2 separate regions of the Zea mays genome follow, and region 2 is linked to region 1. Evidence: chromatin contacts called from public Hi-C data. All regions are on one chromosome and are shown on one strand. The core of a region is the stretch at or near the end of the contact, and the rest is flanking DNA. Distances in the headings are between cores, read along the strand shown. Region 1 holds the start of LOC100194276. Region 2 holds the start of LOC100283777 (30S ribosomal protein S1,chloroplastic-like).

Region 1 (4,779 bases), core at 2,211-4,710:
ACACGCTGCTTCCAGGCAGCTTCCGATCGAGGGCGAGGGCCACGAAGAGCTGAGGTGTCTCAGTTCGGCTGGGTTCCACAAACACTGGCGCTTGCGGCTTCAAGTGTCACGGGACTGACACGCTCATCAGCCACTAGCTAGCTTGTCTCTAGCTACTACTTACTTTCTCCGATTTCCACCGCGATCGCGATTCACAGGCGCCGCGCAACAGTCGCCGCAGATGAACCAGATCCTACCTGCCCGCCCGGCCGGCGCTTTATAGTTTTCTGGCACGCGGCACCGGGATACATGTCATGTAGCCACGTTTCGCAGTTGGCACCGGGGCGCATTAGCAGCGAAGCTTTGCACGATGCGTCGTCATCGTCACCGGAGGCATGCAACTTGCCGTTTTGGCTACGGCGGTGGTCAGCTGATCGACGACCATGCATGCATATACTATACGTACGCCTTTAAAAGGCTCCACTGTTGGTAGCAAGGCTCTGTCGTCTGGGTCATGCAATACCTGATGCTGATGCGGCCAACCAAACACGTAGAAAGAGTCGGGATTTCGGCCGTGTACTCCATCAGGTGATGTTGAGTTCGAACGTTTGCTCCCAGATAGACCTGAACCGTGTTTTCTGAGGACCAGGACACGTTTTATTATGGCCCAGGGGACGACCATATCATGCATTGGATCTCGGCAGAATGGGCTGCATGGCTCAACTCGAATTCAAGCTAAGATGCCGTTTTGTATGCACTTTCATGGGCTGCATGCTATTGCTCAGAGTGCTTTTTTCACAGCTGCTGCCAATTTGACCGGTGTCTTTCAGGAGCACCGTTCTTCACAGAACCAACTTGAGAGATTTCTTTCTCACAATGCGGTACACTGAAGATATTCTTTATACACATGCAGCTCGATCGAAATCGCACGCCTTTACGTGCTGAAGAACTGTATTTTTTTTAACTTTTCAGGGAACGATCAGCTCACATAGACATCTGCTCTTTGAGATCTGGATTTCGTCTCATACTTCGATGTCCCATATATATATTAGTGTGTACTTGTACGTATATAATATGACCATTGAAACTGTAAACTGTTTTGGGCATCCTGTAATTTGTAAGAACGACTCTTCTATGCAAATCTCCAACTTGTAGAATGGATTGGCTACTGTTGCAAACCATTGTACTACAATGGTACTGTTGCGCATTCTTGCTTCCAACTGCACTTGCAACAGTTTTGTATAGTTACCCAAGGACAAAAAAAATGTGTGTTCCTTTGAGCTTTCAGCTGTCTCTAACATATAATGATTTTTCATTCAACTCTTCCTGTTTCCCCCCTTCCAAGAAGATAAGCAAACGAATTTCAGGATCTCCTAAAGACAAAAAAAAGTTCAAAAGTGAAGCTTGACTCGGTGGTGAACAGATCTGTTTTGTATTTGTCAACAACCACTAGGTTAACATAATCTCTAATTCGTATAAATCAAGTGCTGTCACTGTCAGCGGCCTCTTCATCAGGAAGTATCAAGCGGAGGTCCTCGTTGTCTCTGTAGACTTGAACCAAAGCTGCAGCCTTGTACGCGAGGAAACCCATCATCCCTGGAAGAACCTGCACAGAGACAGCTAGTCATTCAGGAAATGTTTGTGGAAGAGTATATCCTGGAGGACTAAGGTATTCATGATAACAGCTCTTGCTATATTATATAATAAAGTACTTATTATAATAGAAGAAACGGGTGCTGAAATCTGTAACCAGAACGTGATGATATATCTGGCATAATCTGCCAATTAAATAAGATCCAGTGCAGTAGCGGAGTGGTGTTCTCACCTCAAAACTGAAAAAGCTATTTTGGAAGTGATGTGATAAAGCTGACAATCCATAAATCACGGCAGGAATTATAAGCCTTGGAGATGAAAGAGCTAGTCCTGCACCACCCAATGTCTTCTCTATTGTATTCTTCAAATCTTCACTTGTAATGCCAATTCTAGCATTTGCATAAATAGTCATATTTACTTAAACAATCAAAATGTGAGGAACCAAATAATGGGATACAGACTGCAGGTGGAATATTGAAACCTACTTCTTCACTTTCTTCTTTAGAAAAACTTCTGGAATATCTTCCTTTGATAGGTTATCAGCATGTTGATACAGAAGTTGAAGATACAAGCAACTACTCAATATAGAGCGACAAGTTTCAGAATACTCAAAGCACTTGTTAAAACTTCAGCTGAAATCATGAGTAAAAATCTCCTAAGCTGTGAAGAGAGCTTGCTTACCTGAAACCAACCCCCAAAGCATAACTGACAGCAGTCTGTTAAATAATAAGATTGGTGATTTAATCACATAAGTTACTCACATTTAGGCACCCTTAAATTAATTTATGTTCATTAACATCGAGGATATGAGGATGTACCTCCAGAGAGAAAACCAGGAGACAATATAAACTACATGCTGCTCCAGTTCCTGCGGTCAAGAGCAGCAATTCATCCTTGAGCTGCAAGAAAAACAAGGGTATTAGTAGATGACCATGTAATTACCCTTTTAAGCAACGCATAGAAAATGAAAAATAGAACGCTGGAAAGGAATCATACTGCTTCATATTTCAAAAGATTCAGCTCCTTCCTTTTGTTGCTCTCGTTCTGCCTTTCCTGTCAGCATTTGAAAATCATTCCCATTTGTCCATCAGCTATTATCGCAATAGCATCCTCACGATCCTAAACAGTGAACAGCATGGATGTCACACCTCGGCAGAAAGCCTCTTGCTTAAAGGAGGGCTGCTGTCACCGGACACCCAATCACTAGTAATCGCCGCTAGTCTCAACATTCCCTCGTCCACAGCATCTTCCCGCACCTATATCCCAATTAGATTGGTTAATCTCTGTTATTAGAGTCGAAAACACAGGCATGGTGATTGGCAGAACTCACGTCTTCAGGCTGAGCAACATCTATTGCACTCCCTTGGCCCGTGGTCGCCTCAGCCGCACCAACATTGGCGCCATTCCTCCTCCAGACCATGTCAGAGACCTTGGTGACGAAATCGCCGTGCAGTTGCCTGTCCTCAAGGAACATGCGCAGGGCCTCCTCCCCAATACTGTCCCCAGCTGTTAGCAGCAGGTTAAATAATCGATACCATACCAACCAAAAAATATACATAAGCGCTACTGATCGTCTAAGCGTCGGCATTCGATACTCCGGCAACGGAAAGGTAGCAGCAGTGCAGCACATTCAAAACGGATAATCATAAAGCAAAGGGTGGGTGAAAATACCTTGAGCTTGGAGGGAGGAGTAGCGGAGAGCCGAGGTTCGCTCCAGGGGCCTGCGATAGAGGGCGGGACCGAGTGGAGGGAGTGACCCGCGAGCGAGGAGGCGGTGGCAGCGGAGGCCGGGGAGCCCCATGGCCATGGCGGTTTGAAGCTAATCAGGATTGAGGAGGTAGAGCGAGCGTGGCTAGGCTAAACTGGCCGTCCTTCTATCGCCACAATCTACCAAACTGCCTGAAGCCATCACAACTCACAAAACCGCAAAATATCTTCTTCCCTTCCGCCGGGCCTCGATCCAATCCAGTTTTGTTTTCTGGCCCATCCCAGACGTTATTTTTTATTTTCTGGCTCACCTGGCCCAGTAGATAAGGGAGTTTATCACACTCGCAATTCCAGGAGAATATTCATCTTGTACGGCTGTTTCTAAGAAAAGATCTTGTACGGTTAAACAATATGAGTCCGTACATGTAATATGGAGACACTTTCCTTGTTTAAAAATAGAAAAATATCTGTCTTTAAAGCATGAAAATCTTGATACAGAAATTTATCATTGAATTGAAAATATCAAACTCTTAGAGATGGCTTCATACCATAAACAGCTTTGACAGCTTGCACATGATTGGGCTATGAAGTGCTCTCATACTCCGGTGGTTACTAAGATAGACTTCCTCCTCTCCTCTAGAATGTAATAAAAAATACATTGTAATTTTTATAATCTATATCATATCGCTGTTTAAAATCCTTTGCCACCGACCTGGCTTTATTATATATGTAGTGTTTCATCTGCATTTCAGTTAACCATGTTCTTTGCCTCATCAGCACGAGCTGAAGTCTTATTATTTAGCAGACCTAACCCGGGCCTGCTGTCGTCCCTAACCTTACGTAACCCAGAAATTTTATTTTATAGGAACATCATTTTATTTTTGCTATATTTTTTATTTATATAAATATTATCCTGAACATCAGAATATACGTTAACTAACTGATACGTTAATTAACAGGCACAGCACGGAGAAATGAACCGCTGGATTAACATTAGCAATGCTATTTCGATTTTGAACCAAGAAAAAAAAAGTTGCATGCGAATGTCGGGTAAGCTTCGGCATGTAAAAAAGAAACATCTGTATCATATTAGGCCCCGTTTCAATCTCATGAGCTAAACTTTAGCTTCCTGCTAAACTTTAGCTATATGAATTGAAGTGCTAAAGTTTAGTTTCAATTATCACCATTAGCTCTCATGTTTAGATTATAAATGGCTAAAAGTAGCTAAAAAATAGCTGCTAAAGTTTATCTCGCGAGATTGGAACAGGGCCTTAGTTTGTCGAAGTAAAATCAGTTGCCTTCCACCGATGAATTTACAAAAAATGGAAGAACCTGATAGACCCAAATCTGCCTGCATCTACCACCTCCTCCGGCACGGCGCCGGCCGAGAAGGCGTCGTGGCACTCGGTGGCGCAGGACGCCAGCTTCTGCTCCACGGCGCCGGCGCCCCACGGGTAAGTGTCAGACCGCCGCAGGTCGGACGGGTAACTGATATCCGGC
Region 2 (4,839 bases), core at 995-3,494, 240 kb before region 1:
AATTACGCCAGTCTCTTTCTTTCGCAGTTTCCCGGTGCACCCCGCTCGGCGGTGGCCGGTGGCGGTGGGTGACCACTGACCCGCACGACGAATCGAGATTGACACAGGCGGCGTCGTCCGCGCGGCCGACGGGCCGGGCGCCGAGCCGATACGACGTGCGCTGCTGGACGTGGGGGCGGACACCTCGCCGTGGTCGGCGTCGCGCGTCGGTCGCGTGGGAGAGAACGCGAACGCGATGTGCCGTGTCGTATGGCGATGGCCGGTGTGGGTTTTTTTTTTTTTCGCGCGCGTCGCTCTCCATGGCGAATTCCGGGCAGTTATGGTGGTTGGCTGGACGGTTTGAACTCGTGCCGGTGGTACGCATGGTCGGTCGGGACACGACAGCGCAGCTAACGGAACGGTCAAGAGTAAGCCACCGGGGACTTGTACCTGCGTGCCGCGCGGCACTCTGGCGCGCACGGCAGCGAACCATTTTTTGACCTTTTGTTATTTTACTCCGGGCTTGCGGTGTTTTTCGTCCACCACAAACGATGAACTGTCCTTTACTGTTCTTTGACGTTACCCGCTCATCTACGGACAGCCATCAGGATGCATAAACCCGAGGTGCGCGGAAACGGCCCAGGCCCGAGCCCGCCCGCTAAAGGCCCTGTATTCACTTATTCTTATCTTGTATTCTATGGAATTAGGAAAAAATTAGAAAATATTTTCACTTGCTATAAATTTTAATTCACTCAATCCCATTTAATCCATATAGATTGAAACTAAAACGAATGTATCCTAATAATACTGGGCTATGATTTTTTTTCTATGCGTCTCTCACAATCAACATAGTAGGTAAAAGTACAGTATATATAAATAAATATGTGTTCTTTATTGAGGTGTTTGGTGTCTACGAACTTATTTTAGTCTCTCTATTTTGTTTCATCCTAAATTAGTAAATACGGGAACTAAAAAAGAGTTTTAGTTTACGTATTTAACAATTTATCAACTAAAATGGAATAAAACGTAGAGACTAAAAATTAGACCCTAAAAAACCAAACACCTCCTAAATAATAGCAATTATAACACAGATTTCTTATATGTATATGTAGTCTTATTAAGAGATAAGAATTCAATAAGAGCTCGTATAAATAGAATTGTACTTCATCTTCTACTTTTCTTTTAGATAGAGTACTTATGTTTTGCACATTTATCTTGTCAGTATACAGTGGGCCTTTTGATACGAAAATGGAACTCGATAGCCCAGTTTGTTGTTCAATGTGTTCGTGGTAATGAGGCCTGCCTAAGGCTGAGTCCAGTGCACAACCTCCCTCTCGTCCCTGCCACGTCAGCTCTCGCCTCCACTCTCGTCCTTGCTGCTCCAGTACACAGGCTGCAGCAGGCTACAGCCTCAGGCTATAGCCACGTCAGCTTTTCTATTTCAGAATTAAGTAATTCACGCGGATTTATTTCAACGCTCCGAAAAACACAACATAATATTTTTATTGAATTAAAAAATTACAAAGTACATAATAATTAAAATAAAATGACATGATAATTAAAATAAAATTACATAACTCTAATCGGACTCCTCGATCTCATCCTCATCTTCCTCCTCTTCACTTGTGATTTTTTGCAATTTTTTTCGAATTTTTTGGACTCCAAACGGTCAAAAACGGCTAGTTGCAACGGCTAGCACACGTGGACCAATCAGATCGCGCCACGTCGCTCTCGCCCCGCCAGTGCCTCGCCTCCCTCTCGCCCGCCTCTCGCTCGGGCGGGCGCGAGGCGATACCGCCCGCTCTCGCCGGGAGCGAGCGCCATCGCCCGGCGCCGGCCTCTCGTCCGCGCGCGGGCGGCAGCGGCCTCTTCTCGCCCGCGCTGCCGCCCGCACTGCCACCAGCCTAACGGAACGGACTGACACCCTCCCATCCAGAAAAGCAAGAGAAATTTACGTTATTGTAGTTGATTGCCTCGAAATTGTATAGCGCTGAAGTTTCGAGATGCAATTACCGAATTAGCTATTTGTTAAAAATGGTACAAATTGTTGTATGAACATGTTTTTTCCCGAATGAATGTATGAAATAGTTCGTGGCTTCCTTTTGCAAGCGTGTAATTAACCAGTCCTGTGACGAAACTAATAGCCTGACACGCCGAAGGCCCGAAGCCCGCGAAGCGTTTCTTACCTGGCCTGATCTGGCCCAAAACCAGCCAACCATCTCCGCCTCCTATCCTAAACCCCACCGACCGGATAACAGGACACTGGCACTGCCATTCCCGTTTCCTCGCTCGAACACACACCGAAGAGAGAGACAGAGCGAGAGAGGATGGCGTCCCTGGCGCAGCACGTCGCGGGCCTACCGTGCCCCCCTCTATCCGGCGCGTCGCGCCGTCGCCCCGCGGCGCAGAGGCGGCCTCCGTCGGCGCTTGTGTGCGGTACCTATGCGCTGACCAAGGACGAGCGGGAGCGGGAGCGGATGCGCCAGGTGTTCGACGACGCCTCCGAGCGCTGCCGCACCGCGCCCATGGAGGGCGTCGCCTTCTCCCCCGACGACCTCGACACCGCCGTCGAGTCCACCGACATAGACACGGAGATCGGCTCGCTCGTAATCCCTCGATTCCTCCCCTACTCTATTGTCATTAATTGTTCTTTATGTATCGGAGTCCATAGCAGCAATTTGTGCGGTTAGGAAGCTGTTCATCCTTCGAAATTAGATGGTGTCAGTCAATAGAGTTATAACGCTTTGCCATACATTCTAGTTTATGGTCTCCCAGAATGTGAAGTGGTACATAATGCAGGGAATGTAAGAATATCGCTGATCTCTGGAGATGAATTTTCAACTTGTTTGGACAATAATGCTATGTTTGTCACTATAGTGAGTTAGTATGTCTCTCAACCCATTAATAGTGTACCTGGTTGGAGCATACTGGGATAACACACCACCGCTCACTAATCAGTAATAACTACTCCGTAGTTCAGTTGTTGGTCAATTTTTTAAAGAAAAAAAGTCTAGTATTATTCTTATACCAAGACCAAACATGAACTTGTAGAATCAGTTAGTTAACTAAAGAACAACTCGGATTAACTTGCCAAGCCTCCACTCCCTAAGCCAGCTTGGAACATTGAAGCTAGCGGTGGACCTGGCTCAGACCTCACAAGTCTAGTTATCATAGTTGATGTGGCAGCAGAGAGGAATAGATTTACTGATGTAATTATGTGAAGTGCTAACTAGTAGCCTCTTAATTGCTCCATTCCCTTGTCAAACTGATTTATCTTTATATAAGGTAGATCCAAACTTCCAAACACAATGTCTAGTAGGACCTAAGCAGCATTAATTTTAACTACAACTTAATGCTTAAGTAAACAAACTAACATAATGTCTCCTAGAATTATCTTTTAATCCTGGTCAGCTTCTGGAGGAAACTTTGGGGCTGCTGCTCGTGTAGTGTGCCTAGTAAACGATGATTTTCTGTAACTAGGTGTTCCAAGGTATGAATTCCATTATTATTCTAGTTCTAGGGGCTTGATCTCTGTGGAACCACTGAATTCATTGTGTCTTTGATGGAGGAACGCCCAACCTTGTTGGCATTGTCTCTGGCCAGCAAGAGTTCAAATTTTGCAGTTTGGTGGGGGACCAGGGGTTCTCTCTCCTGATTGCCCCAAGGCTAGATATGTAGTGTATCAGGTCAAGGCTGTTTTGTCTTAGTCTAAAGCGCCAGTGTAGTGATATATTTTCCTGGGATGTGGTGTGTGTGTGTGTGTGGCTGTTGCATGGATTTCTTATGCCGTTCTTCTTCTTTACATAATGATACACAGCTTTCCTTTGTGTTTAAGAAAAAAAAAGATATTCTGTAACAGATATTGCTATTGGTGTTTCCTAAACTTCATTTCAAATAGATGCATCACTGAATTATTCATATCTGTCTTGTGATAATAAACTCAATATCTTAAAAATGAGTCATTGTACTGTTATGTTACAAAGTCAAATGCCGTAGGTAATCATAGTTTGGGTATCGCTGGCTTTGTGTTAGTCCATGATTTTTTCTTCTGGCATTGTGGACCTGTGGTACTGCAGCAGCCATTCTCGATGTATTATTATTGCTACTATTTGCTCTTGCACCTCGATTCATTGCAGGATATTAGTTCTGGTCACATTTCAACATAAGATCTTATTTAGCTTCAGAATTGTCATAATCTGATCATCGAAAAATATTTTATATTCCTATGGTGTCTACAGATTAAAGGAACAGTATTTATGACTACCTCAAATGGTGCATATATCGACATCCAATCCAAGTCTACTGCTTTTTTGCCCTTAGATGAGGCATGTCTTCTTGATATCGATAATGTTGAAGAGGCTGGCATTCGTCCTGGGTTAGTAGAAGAATTCATGATAATTGATGAGAACCCAGGTGATGAAACTTTGATTCTAAGTTTGCAAGCAATTCAGCAAGAACTTGCATGGGAAAGGTGCCGGCAACTTCAGGCCGAAGATGTCGTTGTCACGGGTAAAGTGAGTACAAATTACACACAAACATCTTTTTTTTAATTCTCTTCTCCTGTTTCCTTTTTTATTAGTATTTCTCTTTGATGGTAAAAAAAACTCGCTGTTGTTGCTGACTCGTTGAGAACTGGATAATCTAATTAAGTACTGCATTCCATTTCCCCTTGTCTGTGTTGAATTTGAACAGATAAGTTTTAACCCTTTTTATTGTCTACTTGTCAACAACAGCTATTGTTCCTTAGGAAAAACTCCATGTATTTTAAAATGTAGGTTATTTTAGTTTTATCCTAAGTCAAACTTCTCTAAATCGACCAATCTCATATAAAAATGTATTAACATCTACGAGACCAAATAA

What was found. Hi-C and Micro-C count contacts between places; a contact is called where the count stands out from the background.
Region 2: a Hi-C map of tassel shows a contact between it and region 1, with 4 times the contacts expected there. The contact joins the promoter of LOC100283777 here to the promoter of LOC100194276 in region 1. A contact is called at or near these places in 10 of 25 Hi-C or Micro-C datasets (bundle sheath, ear, leaf and 3 more).

What each region holds. Positions count from the first base shown.
Region 1 is chr9:139,638,528-139,643,306 of Zm-B73-REFERENCE-NAM-5.0, reverse strand. It overlaps LOC100194276, which reads right to left and starts at 3,460. Exons shown (of 9, transcript NM_001139315.2): 1 at 3,244-3,460; 2 at 2,903-3,078; 3 at 2,721-2,828; 4 at 2,569-2,625; 5 at 2,391-2,471; 6 at 2,254-2,288; 7 at 2,058-2,147; 8 at 1,805-1,961; 9 at 1,165-1,585. The coding sequence starts at 3,379. The coding sequence ends at 1,460. LOC109617030 reads right to left here. Exons shown (of 3, transcript NM_001348401.1): 3 at 4,292-4,779. The coding sequence ends at 4,593. LOC109942219 (a long non-coding RNA gene) reads left to right here. Exons shown (of 2, transcript XR_002264893.1): 1 at 1-860; 2 at 952-1,368.
Region 2 is chr9:139,876,207-139,881,045 of Zm-B73-REFERENCE-NAM-5.0, reverse strand. It overlaps LOC100283777 (30S ribosomal protein S1,chloroplastic-like), which reads left to right and starts at 2,244. Exons shown (of 7, transcript NM_001156676.2): 1 at 2,244-2,585; 2 at 4,218-4,493. The coding sequence starts at 2,307.